Linked DNA regions of Rattus norvegicus: region 2 is linked to region 1. Evidence: chromatin contacts called from public Hi-C data. All regions are on one chromosome and are shown on one strand. Each heading gives the region's core, a stretch centred on a gene start, on an enhancer-like site or on the middle of the called end of the contact. The rest is flanking DNA. Distances are from core to core; before and after follow the strand shown. Region 1 holds the start of Rcbtb1 (RCC1 and BTB domain containing protein 1). Region 2 overlaps Rcbtb1 (RCC1 and BTB domain containing protein 1).

Region 1 (4,170 bases), core at 785-3,284:
GGAATTTCTAGGATTTTGGGCATCTTGCTTTCTTCATGTTAATCTTAATGCTTTTATTTTCTTTTTTAATTCCCACTGTATTTGAATTTGTTATAGTTGTATATAATGGATATTGGTGACTTCTGAAGTTGCACCTCCAAGGGCTCCTAATGAAGATTAAATGTGGCTACAGTGAAGTTCTGAGGTGAACTGGATAGAATATAGCTGACAGGTAAAAACAAAATCTAAGTCATAAGGATGTGTGGGGAAGTTGGATGTTTTCAGTGTTTACAGAAGTTAATATTTCATTGTGAATGAAATCTGCCTGCATCCACATTTGGGCACACATGCACTCCCACACATACATACAACACACACACACACACACACACACACACACACACACACACACACACACGGGCAGTGGGGAAGACAAAAAGGCAGAGACACACAGAGAGAAAGATTCTCATTTGAGATATCTACAAAATATCTGGGAAAGAAGGTGGTCTTCTAATGTCAGATACATTCAAGCCTTACAGTTCATTGGTATTTTAACATTCTTACTTGAAAATATTCCTATATGACAGGAATAATGTCTTTCTGTAGGCAACCTTCAGCACAAACATTAATTGTACTCTATTGGCAGCTGGCAAAAGGTATCAGAAAGACTCTGTGGTAAGGGACTCCTTTCTTCCCTATGTCCCCACAATTTTCCATTTCTATCCTCCCTCAAGTCTCCCAAATTTCCATTCTTCTGGTGGAGCTACTCCATTGGCTGATAGTGAGAATCTAGCCAGCTGTGAGTTACTGTAGTAAGACCATACAGATCTGATATGAAGAGTTCATAATGTGTGAGATCAGGTGACAATACTTAATCTTAGAGGAAATGCACAGTATTACATTTCCCTGCATGGTGAAATCCCTGTTTTGAGTATGTAGTGTTAGGGAAACTAGAGAAGTTGCAGCTGAGGCTACCTGAATAAACAATGACTGAAGATAATGAATCTGCAGGAAGAGTAGGTGGTGTCTGACGACAATTTTGAAAGATGAGAGGAGACCGATGAATATTATGGGAAATGTTAGAAAAAGAAACAGAGCCAGAGTCATTACATTAGTTAAAAAAAAAAACAAAAACAAAAACAGATTTTACTCAGGGACAAGTACAATAGGGAAAGAGACCTTAGAGTATAAAATAGGGCTCAATTACTATATTGCAACCATTTCTAAGTAAAATCTGTTTTTAATCTCTTCCTCCTTGTTTTTCAAGAAAGGAGATGGTGATTCCGAACATTTGAGATCAAGGCAAAAGAATGAAAAGTCCAGGGAGGTCTACAGCAATTTAAGGAAGAAAAAATGTAATCTACCGAAAGTACTCAAGAGAAACAAGAATTCTCTATGGGGGAAAGCCACGTTGTAGTCGGGGAAAATAAAGGCTGACGGTAGGGTTTTTGTAGGACCAAATCTGTTTAGTGGTAAACAGAAAACAAAGGATTTTGCATTTACCACTGGGGAAAAGGTGAGTCTGAACAAGGTTGCTTGGATGCTGGGTGCCAGGAAGTATAGACTTTGGTCTCTAGTGCCAAATGGGAGAGCCTAGGGCAGTAGGGGTTCCTACAACTCATTAAGTGTTCTTCTGATAAACGCATGAAGCACAAAGCAGTCGCTCCCTTCCGGACCTCCGTTTACCCGCATAGCACAAGCACAGCTCTGGGGCAGATAGTCAGCGTTCAGGAGCCTTGTCTCGGTCGGCTTAACGCAGGTGTCCAGGCCTTCCTCAGACCGTGCAGGGAGACACGTGCGCTGACAAACAGCGGCCTGGAGAGGGCGGGGTGAGAGGAAGGCCAAGCTCCGCTACCATCCTGGGACGCCTTCGCCTTCCCGCGCTCTCCGGAGACCCACGCGACCCGGCGCTGCATCGGCGGCCCGGCCTACAACAAAACCGGAGCAGGAGCCTGAGGAGACGGAGGGCGCGCGCAGCTCCGGTGCCACGTGACGCGACCCGCCCACGTGACCGGTGGCCCTGGCGCTAGCGCTCGCACCGGGGCTGTGGGGAAGGAGCCCATTAAGGCGGCGGCGCTGAGGGCTCAGGGCCTGGCCCGGAGGCCTGACAGGTAGAGCGCTGCAGGGCGGAGGTGCGGCGAGCCGGGGAGCCGGGCGGGGCCTTGCTTGGCCGCTGCGAAGTCCGCGCCCTCCCGAGGGCCGTGCGCACCAGGCGCGTTCGCGACCCTTCGGCGACGCGCACTCTGCACCCCCGGCGTTCTGTCCTGCGGGAACTTCACCCAGGTGTGCGGCGGCGAGCTGAGTAAATGGCGTTGCCCGCGGCCTGCCTCTGAGGAAACTCGCTGCCGGTCCCACTGGAGAGGAACACCAAGCACGCAGGTTAGCGGTGGGCAGCTGACGGCTGCAGAGCGTAGAAGCGGAGGGTTGCAGTTTGAAAAGACAATAAATGTTGCTTTTAAAAACATTCGTAGTCCCCCTTGCCTTTGCCCTGTTTCTACGAGGATTGAAGCTCGTGGTGGGCAAAAATCGGAGTTTCTGGGACTGGCGTGCTCTGTAGCGGGGGTAGCATCAAAAGCAAGAAATGCCGGCGGGCAGGAGATGATGCTTGGACCCTGACGGGAGTTTAGAGTCGTTTAAATTCTGGCTTCAGTTAAAATCACAACAGTATGTAGGTTCTCTTCATATGGGGCCTGGGTTTATTCCATTGTGTGAGCACCAGTGACTTTGCTAGTACTTCTGGGCGGGCTTTTTTTTTTTTTTCCCCCTTTCTTTCCCCCTCTTTGTGCCTATCGAAGAGGAAGTGATGTGTTCATCTTTGAAGTGTTTCTTGTGTGATTTTTAAGTCTTATGATCCAAAGGGTTAAGTTCCACGAATCTCAGAAAACATACAGAAAGCCAAAGCTGTGAAGCTTGTAGCTTAAAACTTGTCTTCTAAGGTTTTAAATGGAGGACCTGTGTGTTCCAGGAGCTGGGAAGTCTGGGATCTTTATCTGAGAATCATGCAATTGAATGGTTCTTTCTGTGTCTTGGTACTTAAAAAGAAGCATAAGAAACAGAGGTTGGGCCTTTTATGAATCTAGAGGCCAGACAAGACATTGAGATACACTTTCTTTCTTAATAAGATCTATAGTTAAAATTTTAAAACATTTTATTATCTTGCATGTTTCCAGTAATGTGATGAAAACTGCTGGACTACATTAAACTAGAATAGATTTCCTAACATATCAGTTAATAATTATCTACTATGTATTTGGCTCACAATGTGGACTCAGAATTTAAAGTTATCCAACATATCTAGGCCACAATATACAGTTTATAAGAAGTCTACAGAGTGAGTTCCTGGACAGTCAGAACTATACAGAGGAGCCCTGTCTTGATAACAAACAAAACATTTACAGGCAAATGAAGAAAACTTTAGAAAATATAAATAAATATTAAGAAAGAATGTATACGATCTGTAATTTTATTATCTAGAGAAAACGTTTTGTATTTTAGGGTGTGAGTTCTATTTACTTTGGAAATTTGAGAAGCTCCAGCGTTCACTTAGTAAAATTTCAGATTGTAAGAGAAAGCCACTAACAAGAGTTTGGGCATTGAAGCTACCAAAGTCTACCTGATTCTAGAGTTTAGATAGTGAATAGCAGTTCAAGTAACTGTCTACTTTTGTCTTTTGGTGGTAGTACATACACTTTATCATACTCATGTACTGGAGTTCATTCTGGAAGGTCTTTTCTGAATCCTCTGAAGGTGTTAGGAAAGTCTGTAGTTTGCAAACATGAACGTTTCAAGTGTCCAGCTGTTAACTGGAATAACTTTCTCATACATGAGAAAAAATAAATTGTGGGGACAGAGTCCCAGGATTGAGACCTGAGCACAAACTAGACATGTCAATATGTCTAGTAGCATGCTTTGATGACAAGCCTTTAAATCTTATAATCACAAAGAAATATACAGTGAAGATTGTGTAACTGGCTAAATACATAACTAACTTTCTTCCGTGTCTTTGATTATTACTGATGTGATTATGTTACTGGTTTTAAGTTAACACTTTGTGATGTTATCTAAATGATGAATGTGCTGTGTTCTCCCCCGGGTAGTTTGTCCTTTGATGAAGTTAGCATCATGCTTATAGTTTTTAGGACATGTTAGATTTTCCTTAAGCACCTATGGGAGAAGGAATCTTAAGCAAAC
Region 2 (4,170 bases), core at 755-3,254, 37 kb after region 1:
TTACCCTTTTTGACCGCACCAGAGGGCCGGGCCCAGGGGGCAGCAGCATCACCGCCAGCCTTCTTAGGTGCAGGTTTCTTCTCCTTTTTATCAGGCTTCTCCGCCTTTTCACCTGCCATCTTGCAGGATGGGAAAGCGGTCTAAGACAAGGATGAGTTTCTAATGCATTTAACCTTTTAGAAACAATATAAAGAAGTGAGTCTCCTTTTTACTTTTACTATGGAAGCAATTGTACAGAGTAAATCTCAGGTGTCCTTTTTCTGCCTTGTAGGCCTTTTGGACTTGGCAACATCGTACTGTGAGAACAGACTGAAGAGGCTCTGTCAGCACATCATCAAGCGAGGAATCACTGTGGAGAATGCTTTCTCATTGTTCTCTGCTGCAGTCAGATATGACGCAGAGGTAACACAGACGTGCCCCAGCTCCCTCACCGTCAGCCCACTTCCCTCTCTCCTGTGATGCAGCATGGCTAGTTTCACCTCCTTTAGTGACTCAGTGGCCAGCCTCAGATGAAATCTGCCTTTGCTTCACACATTTCTGTTCACAGTCCAGAATCAGTGTTTTTCTGCTTCTGCTTTTAAGTAACTGGCTGAAGGGTGCACAGTGAAAGTATAAAATGCTGGGCTCCGCTGGACTGACAGGCAGCATGCTTTACTTCCAGACTTCTGACTCAGTGCAGCTCTCTTTCTCCTGAGAAGAGGCTGTTGAGTCCACTCTGTCAGGAGCCCAGGGTGCTGTTGGCTTTACATCCGTGGGGGTCTGGAATTCTGTCACTGTCTTGTAGCTCAGTTCCTATGTGAAGACCTTACTGTGTACTGCCTCTGTTTTTTTAACTTAAAAGTTTTTAGTGCACATGCTCTGTGTGTGTGTGTGTGTGTGTGTGTGTGTGTGTGTGTGTGTGTGTGTGTGTACATGTTTGAACAAGGGAGTCAGTTTTCCTCTCCCACCTTTCCATAGACTCCAAGGATCAAAGTCAGTTGTTATAAGCAGCAGATGTCCTTACCCACTGAGCCATCTCAGCTGTTCCTGTTTTGTTGGCTTTAAACTTAGTTGGATTTCAAGTCTGCATTTCTCAGCTTTGTAGCATCTGATGAGTAGTGTTCTGGAATGTGTACACCATCGAACTTTCCTGACTGAGCAGAGCCGCAGATTTGGAGCAGAAGCTGCCCCTGACAGACCGTGTGCTGATGCATGGCAGCCCATGCTGCTGAACAGTGAAGACAGTGCATGGAAGGCTGCAGGAGGCATCGTTACTGAACTCAGACTGATGTGCTTAGCTTTACAGATTCATAAAAAGTAAAAGGCTGACTTCGCTAAGTAACCAGAAGCCTGTCTTTTAGAGGTGTTTTGTCATTGGGCAGTGCAGTCTCCAGTAACTGGGAATTTATCAGAGACCCGCATTCTGACTCTTGAGGTGTAACAGGACAGACTTCCTGTCTGTGACACTTAGGGAAAGTTGACCGTTATGCCTTTTATTTTCAAAAATGTGTCCTATTTTTGCTTGAGGTTCTATTATGGTAATAAATATTTCACAAGGTCAAATGCAGCTGACTTTGGGGCCTGACAACAATGGAAATGTGGTTAGTGTGAGCTGTAGCTAATGGAAGACAGGTGGGGTTTGCTTCCTCCCTTCCTGTACCACTGGGAGCCTGTGCTAGACTCCTTCTTATACAACAGTATGAGGTGGGGTTTGCTTCCTCCCTTCCTGTACCACTGGGAGCCTGTGCTAGACTCCTTCTTATACAACAGTATACTTTTAAATTAGGTTGATTGTAACTTTAATTTTTTTCACTTCCTACTTTTAATGATGGTTCGTAAACACTTTAACCTCCCTTTTAGCCCACCAAAGGTGGGAGCAAATGGGCCTTTTTAGAAATGGTCTTTGGAGCAACTCCTGTCTGTGTTGTCCGGATATCAGCAGTTCAGTTCACAGGTCAGCAACGGCCGCTCGAGCTACTGGCAAACACTTCATGGATACATCAGCAGTCCAGTTCAGTCAAGTCAGGATAGTCATGAATCCGCAGCACGACGTGGCACGAATCAGTGGCATGACCTAGCAGAGACAGCCAAGCCTCAACCTTGGCACAAGTCAGCAGGAGGGACCAGGGCCAACAGGAACACCAGGAGAAGTTCTGGGCTGTCCTCTCTCAGCAAAGTGAAGATCAGCAAGAGGTCAACAAGCAAGCATCGCACAGCTGGCTGCACAAGCAAACCTCCCTCAGCCCTCGCTCCTGCCCTTCAAGCCCTTTTTATATTCCCTTCAAACATCACGTGTCCCCCACTGGGCTTGCCTCAGCGCATGTATCTCTCTCAGCTGATAGCACTCTGCCTTGGAAGCAGCAAGAAGCCACAGCGTACCACCAGAAGACTTTTGGTGTAGTTTCTTTCTATGGCATCCTGACAAATGGAGCTCAACTCCACAGTGTAAGGCAGACCAATACATGCGTGTGGTTAGCAAGGAATCTTTCATCACGTGTCCTTTCATGTGCTTGCTCTAACAGAACATCCTTTTGCTTTATGTTCACTTCAGAAAATGTTCCTTCACAGGTCTGCCTTTAGCCTTTCACCTGTGCCCACTTCAGGAAAACACTCCTTCACGTGTTTGCCCCAGCAAAACACCATCCTACACAACTGACTCTCCAAAGAGCCCTTTTCTCTCCTTTTGGAGAATGATTCTAGACTCTTCTTACGCTTCTCTACATTTTTCCATGCTCTGTGATCAATCCTGTTGATTTAAAACAGCCCGGACAACCTGACTAGAGGCCCACAGCCTGGATCCTGTTACTGGAAATTTGTTCCCACTTTCACCTAAAACCACCTTTAAAAGTTTAGAGGAGAAGATCATCAGACATGCACCTTTGATCCAAGCAGTCAGGCCCAGAGAGGCAGGAGCATCTTGGGTAGCAGAGGTGCCTGCTTTACATAATGAGTTGCAGTCCAGACAGAGCTACACAGTGAGACCTCGTCTAAAAAGAAAAATAAAACCAACCGTATAGGAAGAACTCATGCCACTGCGGCTGGCAGCAGCCCACGTCCTTGGCTCGTCTTCACTTACGTATAAATACATTAATAACTGTTCCTTTACAGCGACTACAAATGAATGTGATTACCTGGAGCTTGTCAGTGTGCAGGCAGAGCCAGAGCTCAAAACACATGCTGATTGAATAATCAGATATGCTTGAAACACCAAAAATATATATTGAATGGACAAATATGTTTACAGCATTTTACTATATTCAAGATAGCATACAAACCTTAAACTCCACAAATATGATATATTCAATGTGGAAAAGGAGTAGAATCCTTATGATATACTTCTTAGATTTTAATACTGAACTATATGATCAATGAGTAAATGTTTACATTTTTTTCTTAATATTTTGGAATGTAGTAAGTGACCATAGTATTGAGCATAGAATTGAGTGTTCAAATCCAACCCATTTCTTATATATGTTCTTAGTTGATCAGAAGTGACTGAGATTGTAATTGATGACAAAACTAATTTTGGAAGCCCAGCTTTAGAGTAACCGATGCCGTTGGTCATGTGCCAAGAAGATGAAGGCAGTCTCTAATCAGTTACCTGCTTTGTAACAGTGCCTCTCTCCTCCATGCACCCTTTAAAGGAAACTTGAAGTTAATGTACAAAAGAAATGCAGCTTAGTAGCTGTGTTCAAAAGCAGTGCTGTGGGGAACATCTTAGGAATGCATACCATCAGACTTGGTACACTTTTACAGAGGACTCGGGAGGAGCCCTTCACAGTCCTCCAGCATAGCAGTGAGGAACTAAAGCACTACTTCAGCATAGCATAGCAGCTCTTCAGTGCTGCTGGACAGAAGGTGTTTAAACACTACGGGAAGCACATGGATGCCTGTCTCACAGGAGAACCTTTCCAGAGAGATGAGCAAAGTCTTAACATGACTAGGGGTTCGGGGGTTTGCTTTGTATGTGAATGTTAACCCCAAAGCTAAGCAGTCAGCATTTTTTATGTTATTGTTGTACTGGAAAAGAGATTAAGTTTTCCTTAGTCAGTGAGCCTCAAGATTCTTAGGGTAGCAAGAGAAAGCATCCTCCCACAACCTCTCCCCCCCAACACACACAAAATAACACATTTAAATATATTCTGAAAAACAAAAGTGGAGGCCATGTTGATCTGGAATATTTTGTATTTA

What was found. Hi-C and Micro-C count contacts between places; a contact is called where the count stands out from the background.
Region 2: a Hi-C map of liver shows a contact between it and region 1, with 1.9 times the contacts expected there. The contact joins the enhancer-like site here to the promoter of Rcbtb1 in region 1. A contact is called at or near these places in 2 of 12 Hi-C or Micro-C datasets (hepatocytes and liver).

Annotation. Positions count from the first base shown.
Region 1 is chr15:37,433,059-37,437,228 of GRCr8, forward strand. It overlaps Rcbtb1 (RCC1 and BTB domain containing protein 1), which reads left to right and starts at 2,035. Exons shown (of 12, transcript NM_001108380.2): 1 at 2,035-2,358.
Region 2 is chr15:37,470,002-37,474,171 of GRCr8, forward strand. Rcbtb1 (RCC1 and BTB domain containing protein 1) reads left to right here. Exons shown (of 12, transcript NM_001108380.2): 11 at 272-402. It also overlaps the pseudogene Rpl6-ps5. Among named protein-coding and RNA genes, the nearest start is that of Phf11b, 24 kb to the right of the region's middle. Within about 2 kb of position 2,005, at least 6 of the 93 cell types and tissues checked have an H3K27ac peak or open chromatin away from gene starts, as enhancers often do. A contact at or near this core is called in hepatocytes and liver, where this site is marked.